Linked DNA regions of Mus musculus: all the other regions are linked to region 4. Evidence: chromatin contacts called from public targeted proximity ligation data. All regions are on one chromosome and are shown on one strand. The core of a region is the stretch at or near the end of the contact, and the rest is flanking DNA. Distances in the headings are between cores, read along the strand shown. Region 1 holds the start of Snx32 (sorting nexin 32). Region 2 overlaps Ehd1 (EH-domain containing 1). Region 3 has its middle 23 kb from the start of Snx32. Region 4 holds the start of Malat1 (metastasis associated lung adenocarcinoma transcript 1 (non-coding RNA)).

Evidence for each region.
Region 1: a contact with region 4 is called in a targeted proximity ligation map of pancreatic cancer cells. A contact is called at or near these places in 1 of 484 Hi-C or Micro-C datasets (CD8 T cells) and 3 of 130 datasets of targeted methods (bone marrow-derived macrophages, microglia and pancreatic cancer cells).
Region 2: a contact with region 4 is called in a targeted proximity ligation map of memory CD8 T cells, with 70 read pairs. A contact is called at or near these places in 5 of 130 datasets of targeted methods (effector CD8 T cells, embryonic stem cells, extraembryonic endoderm stem cells and 2 more).
Region 3: a contact with region 4 is called in a targeted proximity ligation map of effector CD8 T cells, with 16 read pairs. A contact is called at or near these places in 1 of 484 Hi-C or Micro-C datasets (CD8 T cells) and 3 of 130 datasets of targeted methods (bone marrow-derived macrophages, effector CD8 T cells and microglia).

Annotation. Positions count from the first base shown.
Region 1 is chr19:5,508,465-5,511,903 of GRCm38.p6, reverse strand. It overlaps Snx32 (sorting nexin 32), which reads left to right and starts at 1,387. Exons shown (of 13, transcript NM_001024560.3): 1 at 1,387-1,571. The coding sequence starts at 1,533. It also overlaps the pseudogene Gm31166.
Region 2 is chr19:6,297,732-6,300,923 of GRCm38.p6, reverse strand. It overlaps Ehd1 (EH-domain containing 1), which reads right to left. Exons shown (of 5, transcript NM_010119.5): 5 at 828-2,850. The coding sequence ends at 2,326. It overlaps Gm52380 (a long non-coding RNA gene), which reads left to right. Exons shown (of 3, transcript XR_003952842.1): 3 at 319-794. Among named protein-coding and RNA genes, the nearest start is that of Cdc42bpg, 7.1 kb to the left of the region's middle.
Region 3 is chr19:5,531,425-5,534,840 of GRCm38.p6, reverse strand. It overlaps the pseudogene Gm31166. Among named protein-coding and RNA genes, the nearest start is that of Snx32, 23 kb to the right of the region's middle.
Region 4 is chr19:5,801,029-5,804,689 of GRCm38.p6, reverse strand. It overlaps Malat1 (metastasis associated lung adenocarcinoma transcript 1 (non-coding RNA)), which reads left to right and starts at 2,018. Exons shown (of 1, transcript NR_002847.3): 1 at 2,018-3,661.

The DNA of each region.
Region 1 (3,439 bases), core at 138-2,637, 290 kb after region 4:
CCTCGCCTCTCTCCACTGTCTGACATCTTCTCTCTGATGGATCCTCGCCTCTCTCCACTGTCTGACATCTTCTCTCTGATGGATCCCCGCCTCTCTCCACTGTCTGATACCTTCTCTCTGATGGACCCCCGCCTCTGTCTACTCTCTGTCGCCTTCTCTCTAATGGATCCCCGCTTCTCTTCACTGTCCGTCTTCTCTCTGATAGACCCCCGCCTCTCTCTACTGTCCATTTTCTCTACAACAGACCCCCGCCTCTCTCTACTGTCCATTTTCTCTACAACAGACCCCCGCCTCTCTCTACTGTCCATTTTCTCTACAACAGACCCCCGCCTCTCCCTACTGTCCATTTTTTCAGCAGAAGACCTCCGCTTCTCTCCCCTGCCTACCACCTTGTCTCCAATGGGTACCCGTTTTTTCAAGTTCTCTCCACTAGACTCCAGTTCCTCATTCGGCCTCAGCTGATCCCCTCTGGACCTCAAGTCCCCTCCAGTGGTCCTCAACCTGTCCCTAGATTTCAAGTTTTCCCCACGCTCTGCAGTCATCTCTGCACTCGTAGTTACACCAGCTTTGAGTCTATCCTCCAACTCTCTCCAAATCTCTGGGCTGTCATACTCCAAACTTGCTCGAGCCTGCACCGCCCTTCTTACACTGCTCAGGAGCTTCGCGACCACTGCCTCCTGTTGCAGGCCCGATTTCTCTCTTGAGAACTTCTTCCCGGTGCCCTCCAGCTTCCAGTCCTCAGATTCCAACTTTGGGTTAGACTTTTGCACGTTTCTGTCCAAGAGTTCCACTCTCTTCCCAATCACGATGAGTCCATTCCAGGGTACCCACACCTTCTCTTTCTCTCTCACTTGCGCCTTCTTGCAGTGTGACTTCGGTGGCGATTTCCTTTGGTCCCCCCGAAGAATATGGGCGCGGGGTATCCGGGCCTTATTGCGTCCCCGCGGCTCCTTAAGCTGCTTACTCCGTACTTTCTGGCCCGGGTGTGAAAACTGGAACGGAAGCGCTTTCTCCACAGACATTGCAGCCTGCCCTCGTCCCTAGACCCCCTGACCCACTCGAGTTCCCCATTCCTCCCTACCCAAACCTCCCTCCCAACCCTCGCCCCCCCTCCGGACTCCCCGCCCCGCCCACCGCCTGGTGGCGCCAAGCTGCCCTAGTGCGCATGTGCGCCTCTGCTCGTGCCCGTTAGAAGAAGGCGGGTCCCGGAACGGCCGGATTCGTAGGGGTCCACCTGCGGGACTGACACGTGACCTCTACCCTCAGGCCCTGGCCTATCCTGGTCCGGCTTTCTGGTGCCGCTTAAATGCCCACGTAAGATTGATAGGCCTCAAAGCCAATAGAGGCTCATGTGGTAAAACTGCTGTCTAATCAGAAGGAGCAGCTGTGGGCAATGGGACCCACCCAGGGAGGCCGCAGCTAGTGTCAATGTCAGCTGATAGCATCCCTACAAGGTTCCCTCACCCAAGCTCTTGGAACGCGCAGGCCGTGGCTTGTCGTAGGATTCCTGTATATCCCAGCTAAGGAGCACCATGGAGGAGCAACATCAGGAAGCTGGAAATGAGAGTAAGGTAAAGGAAGGAAATAAAACGTCTTCCTACTCCACCTCACTTCATCATACCATACCAAGCAGGGAGAGAGATCTGAGCACGGGAATGCGGCGCTTCTAAGGCCCCTGCATAGGGCCAGGTTGAGGATGCAAAGATAATCAGGATTTTTGTCCCAGCCTGCATAGATGGAATCCCGCCTCTGCCCCCTCCCCCAAATCAACTCAGTACTGTCGTGATGGGGGAGAACAAGGCAGTCTGCAAGCGACTGAGAAGGGTGAGAGAGTCCTGTTGAGTTTACAGGCTCACCTGTGTATTCGTGCCTATATATTTGTAAGACCATCCATCCATTCTTCGTTTATTCCTCTCAGCCTCAGTCAGCAGTTATTGGGGAGCTTCATTGTTTTGGATTGCATCAACTCTCACTTGAGGTAGGAGTGTAGTGAGCTGGGACAGAGATAGGGGATGGAGCTGCTGTGCTGTGTTCTGAAAGTCACATCTCTGTCAAGCAGAGTGGGTGAGAGTAGAGATAGACATCAAGAAGAAAACCAAGGACAAGGGGTCCTGCTGCAGCAAAGAGCTAGTCTGCCTGTGTTTGAAGGGGGGGAGTGAGGGCAGAAAGCCTGCCTTGGTAGTGTCACACAATCCAAGAAGTGGCATTTGGGATTCAAATGGAATTTGGAGGGCTGGCCATGGCTTTCTGTTTATACATGTTCATATAGAAATGTATATAAATAGCCAGGCATGGTGAGACACACCTTTAATCCTGGAATTTCAGCGGTAGAAGCAGAGGCAGAAACAGGAAGACCTTTATGAGTTCAAGGCCAGCTTGGTCTACATAGAGTGTTATAGGCAAGCCAGGGCTATATAGTGAGATCCTGTCTCAATAGTAAAAGGATGTATATATGTACATATGCCGTGTGTGTGTGTGTGTGTGTGTGTGTGTGTGTGTATGCTTAGAACATGTTTATAAAGTGATTAGAAGCCAGATATAATCCCAGCACTTATGAGGGTGGGGCAGGAGGATAACCACGAGTTTAAGGCCTGCTGGAACTACAGTGTGAGAGTTTGTCATAAATACATAAATTTATTTTTTAAAAGATTTATTTATTTTATGTTTATAAGTATACTGTAGCTGTACTTGTGGTTGTGAGGCATCATGTGGTTTCTGGGAATTGAACTCAGGACTTCTGCTCACTCTGGCCCCGCTTGCTCCGGCCTCACTCGCTCTGATCCAAAGATTTATTTATTATTATATGTAAGTGCACTGTAGCTGTCTTCAGACACACCTGAAGAGGGCATCAGTTCTCATTATGGATGGTTGTGAGCCACCATGGCGTTGCTGGGATTTGAACTCAGGACCTCTGGAAGAGCAGTCAGTGCTCTTAACCTCTGAGCCATCTCTCCAGCCCCATAAATTTATTTATTAGAACAATGCCTAATATATTATAAGGCCAAATATAAATATTACCTACTGGTATTGTTGTGGGTGCTATTCCTGAGTGGGTACTGAGAATGCGTTCTGAAAGTTGAATTATTAAACTGATGAATGTGCCCAGATTTGTACAGGCAATATTTTCTGAAAATTCTTTTTAATATTCATTCTCTAGATTAAATACTGCCTTCACAAAAGATCTTTCAATTTCAAAGGCAAAGCTGGAGAGATTGCCCAGTCCTTAGGTGCTCTTGCGACTCTTGTAAAGGACCTGAGTTTGGTTCTCAGCACCCAAATTAGGAATCTCTGAACTGCCTGTAGCTCCAGCTACTGGGGCTCTGATGCCAGGGCTATACAGAGAAATCCTGTCTCAGAAAAGAAGGAGTGGGGGGGGGGGGAGAGGAGGAGGAGGAGATGGTAATCCCCTGATCTGACTGTTTCTATTATATGCATATTC
Region 2 (3,192 bases), core at 9-2,508, 500 kb before region 4:
ATGGGACCCGAGTTGGTAGACTTCAGTCTGATCTCCTTGGCTACCACTGCTGCCTGTGTTGCCCTCTCATGCTGAGGTTCAGGCAAGCCCCGCAGACCACACAGGGGTGTCAAGTCTGAGGTGCCTGGACTATCAGGCCTGCCTTAGCCACAGCAGCTAGACCCTGGAGGCAGCTCTGGATCTAAGATAAACACCTGTTTTTCCGGGCTTCTGTCCCAACCTTGCCTGGAGCTGTCTCTCCCCGCCTTACTTCCCATCTGCACCCTTCCGGGCATGTCACTCCCAATTTGTCATCCTTTCCTCTCTTGTCATAAACAGGTCCCCTATCGGAGACATCAGCTGGCTCTAACCAACCCCACCCAGAACTGTGGATTTTTGTCAGCCTCTGCCGTCTTCAGAGCTGGCTCTGCTGGCTCCAAACCTGCCTGGGGGCAAGTGAGGAGCCAAGCAGCTCGGAGCCCTGGGACCTTTGTTTACAGGATCCCACAACCCAGTCTGAGGACACTAGGGAGGGGAGCCCATCCTGTCTGTCTACAGCTGTGGCGGTCTTGAGGGAGGTGATGATGTGCAGATGTGGAAGTGGGCCCAGCATAATTCTGATATCAATCTCTACTGGTGTTTAGATTTTTGGGGACAGGCTCTCATGTAGCTTGGTCCTCCCCCCCACATCCCAAGTGCTGAGACTATGGGTGTGCACCATCAAGTTCAGTTTCCAGATAGTCTCGCCAACAATGCACAGGAGATGGGTGGTTATGGACAACTTGGGGGACCCCTTGCAAGGCTCCAGGGGTGCCTCCTTGGCCAGGAAAAGACAAGGGAGCATGAGAGGCTTTGGCACAATTAAACTTCCTTTAATGCGAGAACCAGTCTTCATTCGGCCACTCCCTCTACAGCTGAGGATGACATCTCTCTCACCCTCAGCCAAGGAGTGGAGGGCTGAGGCAGGGAGGTAACAGGCCAGGCTGGAGCTCACCCTCAGCAGGGCCCAGAACAGTGCTGGGGGGTTGGCAGGCAGCTCCCTGAAGCCCACCTACAGTGTCAGAGGAGCAGGCTGCAATGCCCTACCCAGCTCAGTGGAAAGCCCACCCTGACAGCCAACCACTGGCCACAGGATGTGTCCGGGTCCCCAGGCTACAGTGGGGTGACTAAAGTGGTCATTTGCTAGCTCAGGCTTCTTACTGCTCAGTCTGGGGCTCTCAGGACACCCAGACCTCCTTGGCTCAGCAGAGGAGGAGAGGAAGGAAATGACAGGGCGAGGGAAGGGGCTGGGTTTTCCCCTGTCGTGCTGCATGGACACTACACCCAGGCCAGAGCCACAGGCTTCCTCTTACCAGCCCCAGACCACCCCAGGTCACAGGGCCTACTGCCTGTCCCAAGGCAGAGAGGGGCTCCAGGAAGCTGCCATAAAGGTTGACCTTGGGGCGGGGGTGGGGGGGCTACATTTCAGACCCCTCTGAGCAGAAGCTGGGATGACCTCCCCTCAGCCAGAAAGCAAACTCAAGCCCTAGGATGTCAGCTCTATGCTGGCTCTGGGGTGGAAATGCTCCAAGGCTGGAGTATAGGAAAGAGGAGACAAAAATCACAGTTTTGAACGAGTGATGTAAGTTACTCAAAGTCTTGGTCAAGTATCAAGTGTCACTACAGAACACTAAGTAGCTTATGCATTTTCCTAGACGTCATGGACTGTCTCGCAACTCCTCCTGCCTCCACAACAAATAACAGTGGTTGGGTCTTCTACCTGTGGCTGCTGTGCTGGCTGGGGTGTCAGGGGATGTGGACAGAGTAAGGTGTGCACCCCACAGCACAGCAGAGGACTGGAGCACAGAACACGGCTAGCAGGAAACAACCTGCTGCCCTTGAGGGAGCCCCAGTCTAAAAACAAGCTGAAGGAGCAGGGACCTCCTGCTTACACAGCCCTGGGGCATCGGGCACAGGGGTGCCAGGGTGGGGTGGAGAGGTGCCTGGCTTGGATAGGGGAGAGGATGAGTGTGGGGCTGTCAGACAGAAGAGGCAAGAAAGAAGGCTGCCTCTAATGTTATATATTAAAAATATCATGGTTCCTGTGCACAAAATCCCACTGTTCATATCCAAGCATCACCCATGCCTCCCGCTGAACCCCGGAACAGCTTTAAAAGAAAGATGGTGGTTTTCCTATTCAAGAGCTGAGGAAACACCGCTCAGTCTTTATGGACCTTGAAAAATGGTGACCCTTTCCCTCCCCCAATTTCTGCCCCTCCAGGCCCCAGCCCACCTGGGCAGACAAGGAGCTGGTGGGTAGAAAGTGGCAGCAGCCCTGGGGGTTGTAGGGTATCTCAGGCATGGAAGTCACTCGTGCCTCCGTTTGGAGGGTGGAATGAGATGTGGAGGAAGGTCAGCGGGCAGCTCGTGGCCCTCTAGCTTCACCTTGATAAGGTGGTTGGCCAGGGCAAACTCCTCGTCATCCAGCAGGCCATCCTTGTCCACATCTGCCAACTTCCAGATCTTCCCCAGCACTGTGTTGGGCAGCTTGGACTTCACCATCTCCTTCTTGGCATTAGCACCTGTGATCTTGCCGTTGACAGGAGACAGTGTGTAGAAGATCTCATCATAGGTGGGCTTGTCCTTGCCAACTACCCACTCAACATCATCAATGCCCTCGCCAGCCCCCTCGCCGTAGCCATGCCCAAAGGGCCCATTCATGGTGCCATCAAAAGCACCACCCTTCACAGCCTGTGAGGGCATCAGGGACTCCTCCTGGCGCACCATCACCATCAGCCGAGCTATATCGTTGGCCAGCATATCATCCACTGTATCCAGCAGCTTGGGCTTCAAGGCCTGGAACTTGCTGAAGTCCTGGGTCTGCAGGAGTTCCTGTGAGTGTAGAAGGAAGGAGAGGCCTAGATGGGGCAGTCTTCCAGACTCCAGACTGAGCTAGACTATCCAAGCAGGGGAGTGGGGCTTCCACCTACCAGTTCAGGCTACTGAGCTAGTGCCACAGGCCTGAGCTCCTCACTCTGCGTGAGGTCACAACTGCACTATCCCTGCTGGGCTATGAAGATTCACCAACAGCCATGCCCCACCCCAAAGCTGAGTCACCACATTCCCCTTTTTCGTGTCAGTGTCTCGACCTAGGTCAACTCTGACTCAGATAGGGAACTGGTGACTAACCCAGCTGCTTCCTTTTGTAGAGGCCCTGTTCTATAGAGCTGGGTA
Region 3 (3,416 bases), core at 886-3,385, 270 kb after region 4:
TAACTTCTTTTTAAAAAGATTTTATTTATGTGAGTACACTGTCTCTGTCTTCAGACAGACCAGAAGAGGGCATCAGATCCCATTACAGATGGTTGTGAGCCACCATGTGGTTGCTGGGAATTGAACTCAGGACCTCTGGGAGAGCAGTCAGTGCTCTTAACCACTGAGCCATCTCTCCAGCCTGATTGCTAACTTCTATGTAGTCTTAAAAATATCCAAGGAAGGGAAGGAAGGAGGGAGGTGGGGAGATTAGAAGAGAGAAGAAGGAGGAAGGAGGAAAAAGGCGAAGGTCTTCTTATTTTCCCAAATTCTAAGGGAGTGGGGGCTGGGCACGATAGCTCATGCCGTGTAAACACAGCACATGGGAGAGTAAGACAAGGGCTGACTAGAGTCTCAGGCCATGTGTGATGCAGCTCAGTTGGCACACACACGCAAAGCACTGGGTTTGATCCCGACGTCATAAACCTGTACATAAGAGTTCATGCCTATAATCTCAGTACTTGACCGGGAGAGTCAGGAGGCTCAGAAGCTGAGGGTCAGCCCTCGCTACATAGTGAGTCTGAGGTCAGTCTGGGCTGCATACGACTCCATAGAAAGGAAGGGAGGCTAGAAGAGAGAAGGGGAGGTTAGAAGGGAGGAAGGAAGGATGCAAGAGAAAGGAAGAGAGGGGAAAGAAAGAGGAAGGGAGGAAGGAAGGGATGGAAGGAGGGAGGGGAAATGTAGGAATGGATACGCATGCATATGATCTCAGTGCTCGGGAGGCTGGGCCAGAAAAATCACCAAGATAGCAAGTCAGCCTGACTACATAGTGAATTTAAGGCCAACTTGAGTTACAGAGGAAGACTCTGTCTAAATACATAAATAACATTATATAAATATATATACTAATTATGGTGTACTTATTAAATAATACAAATAAATAAGTAGAAGGCTCCCGGGGAAAGGCCTTTGCTGCCTGATCACTGGAGTTCTGTCCTTGGGACTCACTGCCCCTGGCAATAGTCCTCTGGCCTCCACATCTGTGCTGTAGCACACTTGCCCACAGCTACACACCCACATCCTCACACACAGTTAATTGGTTTAGAAAACCAGAAGGAATGGGTGAGCCAGCCACCTGTTACTGTAAGGCAAGGACGGAGTACAAATAAAGTCCTGTTCTTGGTGCCACAGCCAAAGACAACATGGAATTGTATGTGTGCGTGGGCGTGTGTGTGTGTGTGTGTGTGTGTGTGTGTGTCTGTGTGAATGTGTGAGTATGTGTGAATGTGTGAGTATGTGTGAATGTGTGAGTGTATGTGTGAATGTGTGTGTGTGAGTTGTGTGTATGTGAATGTGTATGTGCAAATGTGTATGTGTGAATGTGTGTGTGTGTGTGTGTAGCGTAGAGTTCAACCTTCAACTCCAGCAGTCTCTATGGTTCAGACTGATGTCAAGCTGAACTTGAACCACTCCTCCATCCTGTGGCCCAAAAGATACCAAGCTAGAAGTCACTCCGCCCTGTCTTCTATGAACTGTAAATAACAGAGACGCTCACTGGAGTAATTAGAAGAAACTGCTGGCCAAGAGCTCTGAGAAGGGTTAGGTGTGGCTTGAAGCACTCTGTGTATTTTTGCTAAGCCAAACATGTAGCCAGTCAAAAATACGAGTTGTTTAACAAGCTTATAAACTTGGAGTGACTCTTCACATCTTATAGTGAGGTCTGGGGTTCAAGCATCTCAGCATCAAAGTGCCTACCGTGTGCCGCGCTCAGCCCTGACCACTGCCTCCAGCCTCAGCTTACTCTGCTGCCCAGTTAGCTGACTGGCCCAGACAATCGAACCTCCGATGTTTGTGAAGGAGAAAATGACACTGGACAAGGAGTTGTCTGCTGGTGCCTTAGCCCTCCCTTCCCCCTCCTTCACCTGCCCAAGAGGCTCTCACATGCCCACCCACTACCCTCTCACTTGAGAAGAGCGTGTCTAGTAGGCTCATCGGCTCCCCCAGGCTCTCCGATCCTGACAGGGAGCTCTAGTATAAGCCACCTTGATGTTCATTCCCAGTGTTTCCTGTTGGCACTATTTCTAAGTGGTAAGAGCTGCATCGAGGTGTGTAGCATCCTGCTGACAGGGTAAGTCTAAGGCAGGAAACACCCCATAGCAACTGCTCCACACGTGACCTGAGTTTGTCACAGACTCTGGGGCTGCTCTTGAGGCTGCAGTGGGTGAGGCAACTCGTCTGTGGCTTCCCTGGCCACCGTTGGATTTCCTGATCCTTGCATTTCCCCCCAGACCTAAAATCTGGGTCTGCTTCTCTGCCTCCCCCAACTTCTGATCCACGCTAACCTGGAAGCTGAGACAGAGCGATCCTCCGGCTGAACACTTCGTTCACCTTTTCCAGAGCCCTGGGACAGTGTTGCTACTGTTCAGAGCTCTGGGTGACCTTGCTGTCCCACACCATACAGCTATCTACTAATTAAACAGTCAGGCAACATTATAATTAGGTCAGCTACAGGTACTGATTTGAGACTTTGGCTCCATTCCTTCCTCTCCAGGATTTGAGCACTGACAGGGAATGTCTCAATCGTCCAACAGTCCAATTTCTCAAACCCCAAGTGGATTCTTTACCCTGTCTAAACCCACCCTGATAGTCCAAGACTTGTGGCATCTGCCCCAATAATGGTTCAAGGAGAGACATGGATTCCTGCATGTTTTCCTCTGCCCAACACACACACACACACACACACACACACACACACACACACACACACACACACAATTAATTATTTGATAAAGAGAAGTTCTAGGGCTGGTGAGATGGCTCAGCGGGTAAGAGCACTGACTGCTTTTCCGAAGGTCATGAGTTCAAATCCCAGCAACCACATGGTGGCTCACAACCATCTGTAATGAGATCTGACGTCCTCTTCTGGTGTGTCTGAAGACAGCTACAGTGTACTTATGTATAATAAATAAATAAATCTAAAAAAAAAAGAGAAGTTCTAATCTCATGTGTACTGGATTTTGGAAAGCCATCAGAACATGCTAAGAATTCTTGACACAAAAGTTCCTCACCCCACCCCTGGTCCAGTTGAATCACATTGGTCTCTTCTGCAAGATGGCATGACTCCATGAGCCAGGCAACTAGAACCTGTGTCCCCTCCTCCCAACAACAGCCCCTCCAGGAGAGAGTGCCAACTCAACCCCTACCTTTGATTCAGAGGAAGGCCTCAGGAACGGGTGCTCTGTGATGTAAGAGCCCAGGTGCCAGTGTGGAAGGCTGTCAGGAGAACGCCTGTCGAGCAGGTCTGGTCTGGAAGTCTTAGGAACTAAAGGACAGAAAAGAAACGATTGAAATCCAGACTAGTGCACCTACTGCCTTCCTTCCGACTCATCCTCATAGCATAAGTTTTTTGAATGTGTGACACTCACACATAGCCTTCT
Region 4 (3,661 bases), core at 769-3,268:
ATAGATGAATCACAGATGCCCGACACTCAGATCACCGCCCATAATTTAGGTGACTCAAGTTTTTGTCCTTTCAGAACTAAAATTCTAAAAAATTTCCAGGCCCAAAGCATCCATCAAGTGTGCCTCTAGAGAGGAACCGTTTGCACTCAGTAACATTCCATTCTTTAGGGCTTCTTACAGACAGAAAAAGAGAAAAGTAGGGCAGTTTTGCAAGGGTCACCTGAAAGCTGCTTAAACAAGCCCCAGGCTTGGTACACACAGCTTTAATCCAGCACTTGTGTAAGGACCTGAGTTTGAGGCCAGCCTGGTCCAGAAACCCTGTCTCAGGAAAAATAAATAAGGAAGAAAGAAAAAGCTTAAACTGGCCATTGGGATGGGAAGGGAGGCAATGGTCTAACACTGGACCTCCAGCTTTGCTAGAGCCCCACCTCAGTCTAAGGGTGCCTCTCTCCTTTAGTTTTATAATAGAATATTCATGTAATTTTATGTCCTTAGTGACTATCAGCCTGTATGGTCATTAAGTTCTGTCTACCCTGGGAAAGCCTCTGCCCAAACCTCCCTATTCACAGGTCCTAGAACGTAGAGGTGGGGAGCAGGACGGTGCCGCCAGGCCGTGTGCGATCGCGAGCTCTGGATCTCAATGCGCCCCGGGGCGCTGTTTCCCACGACTCCAGCAGCTTTTCTAAAAATCCAGGCAGCCTCCAGTTTACGGGATCAACCCGAGACTCGCTTCCCTTTGAAAATTCTAGAGTATAAAGTAAACGTACGAGCAAAGTATGTGTCTTAACACTTAATGGATGACATAGAGACCAAAAAAGCCATGTCCGTGGGCCCAGTAGGCCGCAATAAGGGGCGACCAGGAAACTGCAGCACAGCCCCCCGCAGCCGCCCTGCTCCCACACCAGTCATTCCAGCACCGTGGTGAAGGCGCTTGGGGGCGGGGCGGGGCGCGCCTGCGCAGCGAGGCTCTGCAGCAGAAACTTTGCCTAGACCGGCTGGAACCGGTTAGAACCGGTCGAACCCGGCCGGCTGCCAGCCCTCGATTCAGCAGCTCACAAAGGGAGGCGGCGACTCACGACCCGCGTATCCTTGCGCCTCTCCCCACCCCCTTTGTCCTCGCGACGGGTTCCGCGGTCCTCCCCGCCCTCCCTGGCGCGGCCCCCGCTTTCTGCGCCCAGTGACGCTTTCTCCATGGTCCTGGGAGAAAGAGAAAAACATCCTTTCCCCTCCGTCGTAGTTTTAGGAAGCGATGAGATAGACCTGGGGACCTTGCCGCCACGGGCCGGGCTCTGACGGTTATTAGCGCAGTGCGGGTGGTGCTCGGCATGGCCGCCAAGGTCGCCGTGCCCTCACCTGCAGCGACCATGGCCTTGCTGGGCTGAGACCGCAGCCTAACATGGCGGACGTAGGCAAGCACCAAAGCGCTCGTGTACCCGGGCTCGGAAAAGTGGCCCCGAGAGCAGCCGGAGGCTGCAGGTCGTCCCTACAGGAGCATTCCCAGTATAAACCAGTACAAAGTGTCACCACCTCAGAAGCCACTCGCAGGGCCGGTCACTTTCCGAGAGACCTCCATCTTGTTTCGCATGAAATGGCAGCCGCTCGGGGAGTTACAAAATGGGAAGTGGAAGCTGAAGCTGTGGGAAAGCCTGTTTTAACACTTGCAACATACGCTATACCCTCTGTCCTCCCAGGAAAACGCAAAAGGTGTTGAAACATCTGAAAAACTTGGGGCTCCCATTTTTAATAGCTATTAGTTCATGTTTTTTCTCCTTGTGACCAGAAATTTTAAACCTATTTGTACCTATTTAGCTGGTACAAGCTAAACATTTCTCTGTATTAGCAAGGTCCAAGAGGCCCACACGACGTCAAGAAAAATCTAGAAACTTGGAAGTCAGGATCTATTTTTAACTCTCTGAGGAACTATTTTTCTTCCTTCACCAAGGTGGTGGAGGGTTACTAGGTTCCGGTGGAGTGACGTGTCCCTTTGCAATAAATACCGGCGCTCCGGGCTCTGCGTCAGGCATTCAGGCAGCGAGAGCAGAGCAGCGTAGAGCAGCACAGCTGAGCTCGTGAGGCAGGAGACTCAGCCCGAGGAAATCGCAGATAAGTTTTTAATTAAAAAGATTGAGCAGTAAAAAGAATTAGAACTCTAAACTTAAGCTAATAGAGTAGCTTATCGAAATATTACTTAGTCTTAATAATCTAAGAAGATCTTAAGAGATAACATGAAGGCTTATTTAAACAGTTTGAAAAAGGAAATGAGGAGAAAAGTATTTGTACTGTATAATGGAGGCTGACCAGAGCAGTTTAGGAGATTGTAAAGGGAGGTTTTGTGAAGTTCTAAAAGGTTCTAGTTTGAAGGTCGGCCTTGTAGATTAAAACGAAGGTTACCTAAATAGAATCTAAGTGGCATTTAAAACAGTAAAGTTGTAGAGAATAGTTTGAAAATGAGGTGTAGTTTTAAAAGATTGAGAAAAGTAGGTTAAGTTGACGGCCGTTATAAAAATCCTTCGACTGGCGCATGTACGTTTGAAGGCATGAGTTGGAAACAGGGAAGATGGAAGTGTTAGGCTAGCCGGGCGATGGTGGCGCACGCCTTTAATCCTAGCACTTGGGAGGCAGAGGCAGGCGGATTTCTGAGTTCGAGGCCAGCCTGGTCTACAGAGTGAGTTCCAGGACAGCCAGGGCTACACAGAGAAACCCTGTCTTGAAAAAACAAAAAGGTTAGGCTAGTATTTGGAGAAAGAAGATTAGAAAATGGAAGTGAAAGACGAAGAAGACATACAGGAAGGTGAAGAAAAAGCTGTTAGAGAAGATAGGAAAATAGAAGACAAAGCATCTTTAGAAGACAGAAAAGGTACTTAAAGGCACAGGTAGTAGGAAGCCGAAGAATAGAAGATAGAAAGAAGCAAGATAGAAAAACAAAATGGAAGTTAAGACAACTTTGGATGCCAGCATTCAAGATAGGCAAAGAAGATAAGATTGAGGCCAAAAGGTTGGATAAGATATAAAGTCAGAAGGAAATTATCTTTAAAGCCATAAGTTCAAATTTCTGATGGAGCGAGCAGTTTAGAAGAGTCTTTAGACAGCCACATACAAGATTGAAGCTAGCAATCAAAGCTACTAGGACTGAAGTAAAAAGTTAAGGCAGAATGCCTTTGAAGAGTTAGAAGAATATTAAAAGCCTTAACTTGTAGCTTAATTTTGCTTGATGACAAAAGGACTTTTGATAACAGTTTCAAGATTGTCAGCATTTTGCATTGGACTTGAGCTGAGGTGCTTTTAAAATCCTAACGACTAGCATTGGCAGCTGACCCAGGTCTACACAGAAGTGCATTCAGTGAACTAGGAAGACAGGAGCGGCAGACAGGAGTCCCGAAGCCAGTTTGGTGAAGCTAGGAAGGACTGAGGAGCCAGCAGCAGCAGTGCATGGTGAAGATAGCCCAGGAAAGAGTGCGGTTCGGTGGAGGAAGCTAGGAAGAAGGAGCCATACGGATGTGGTGGTGAAGCTGGGAAAGGGTTCCAGGATGGTGGAGCGAGAGCGAGTTGGTGATGAAGCTAGCTGGCGGCTTGGCTTGTCAACTGCGCGGAGGAGGCGAGCAGGCATTGTGGAGAGGATAGATAGCGGCTCCTAGACCAGCATGCCAGTGTGCAAGAAAGG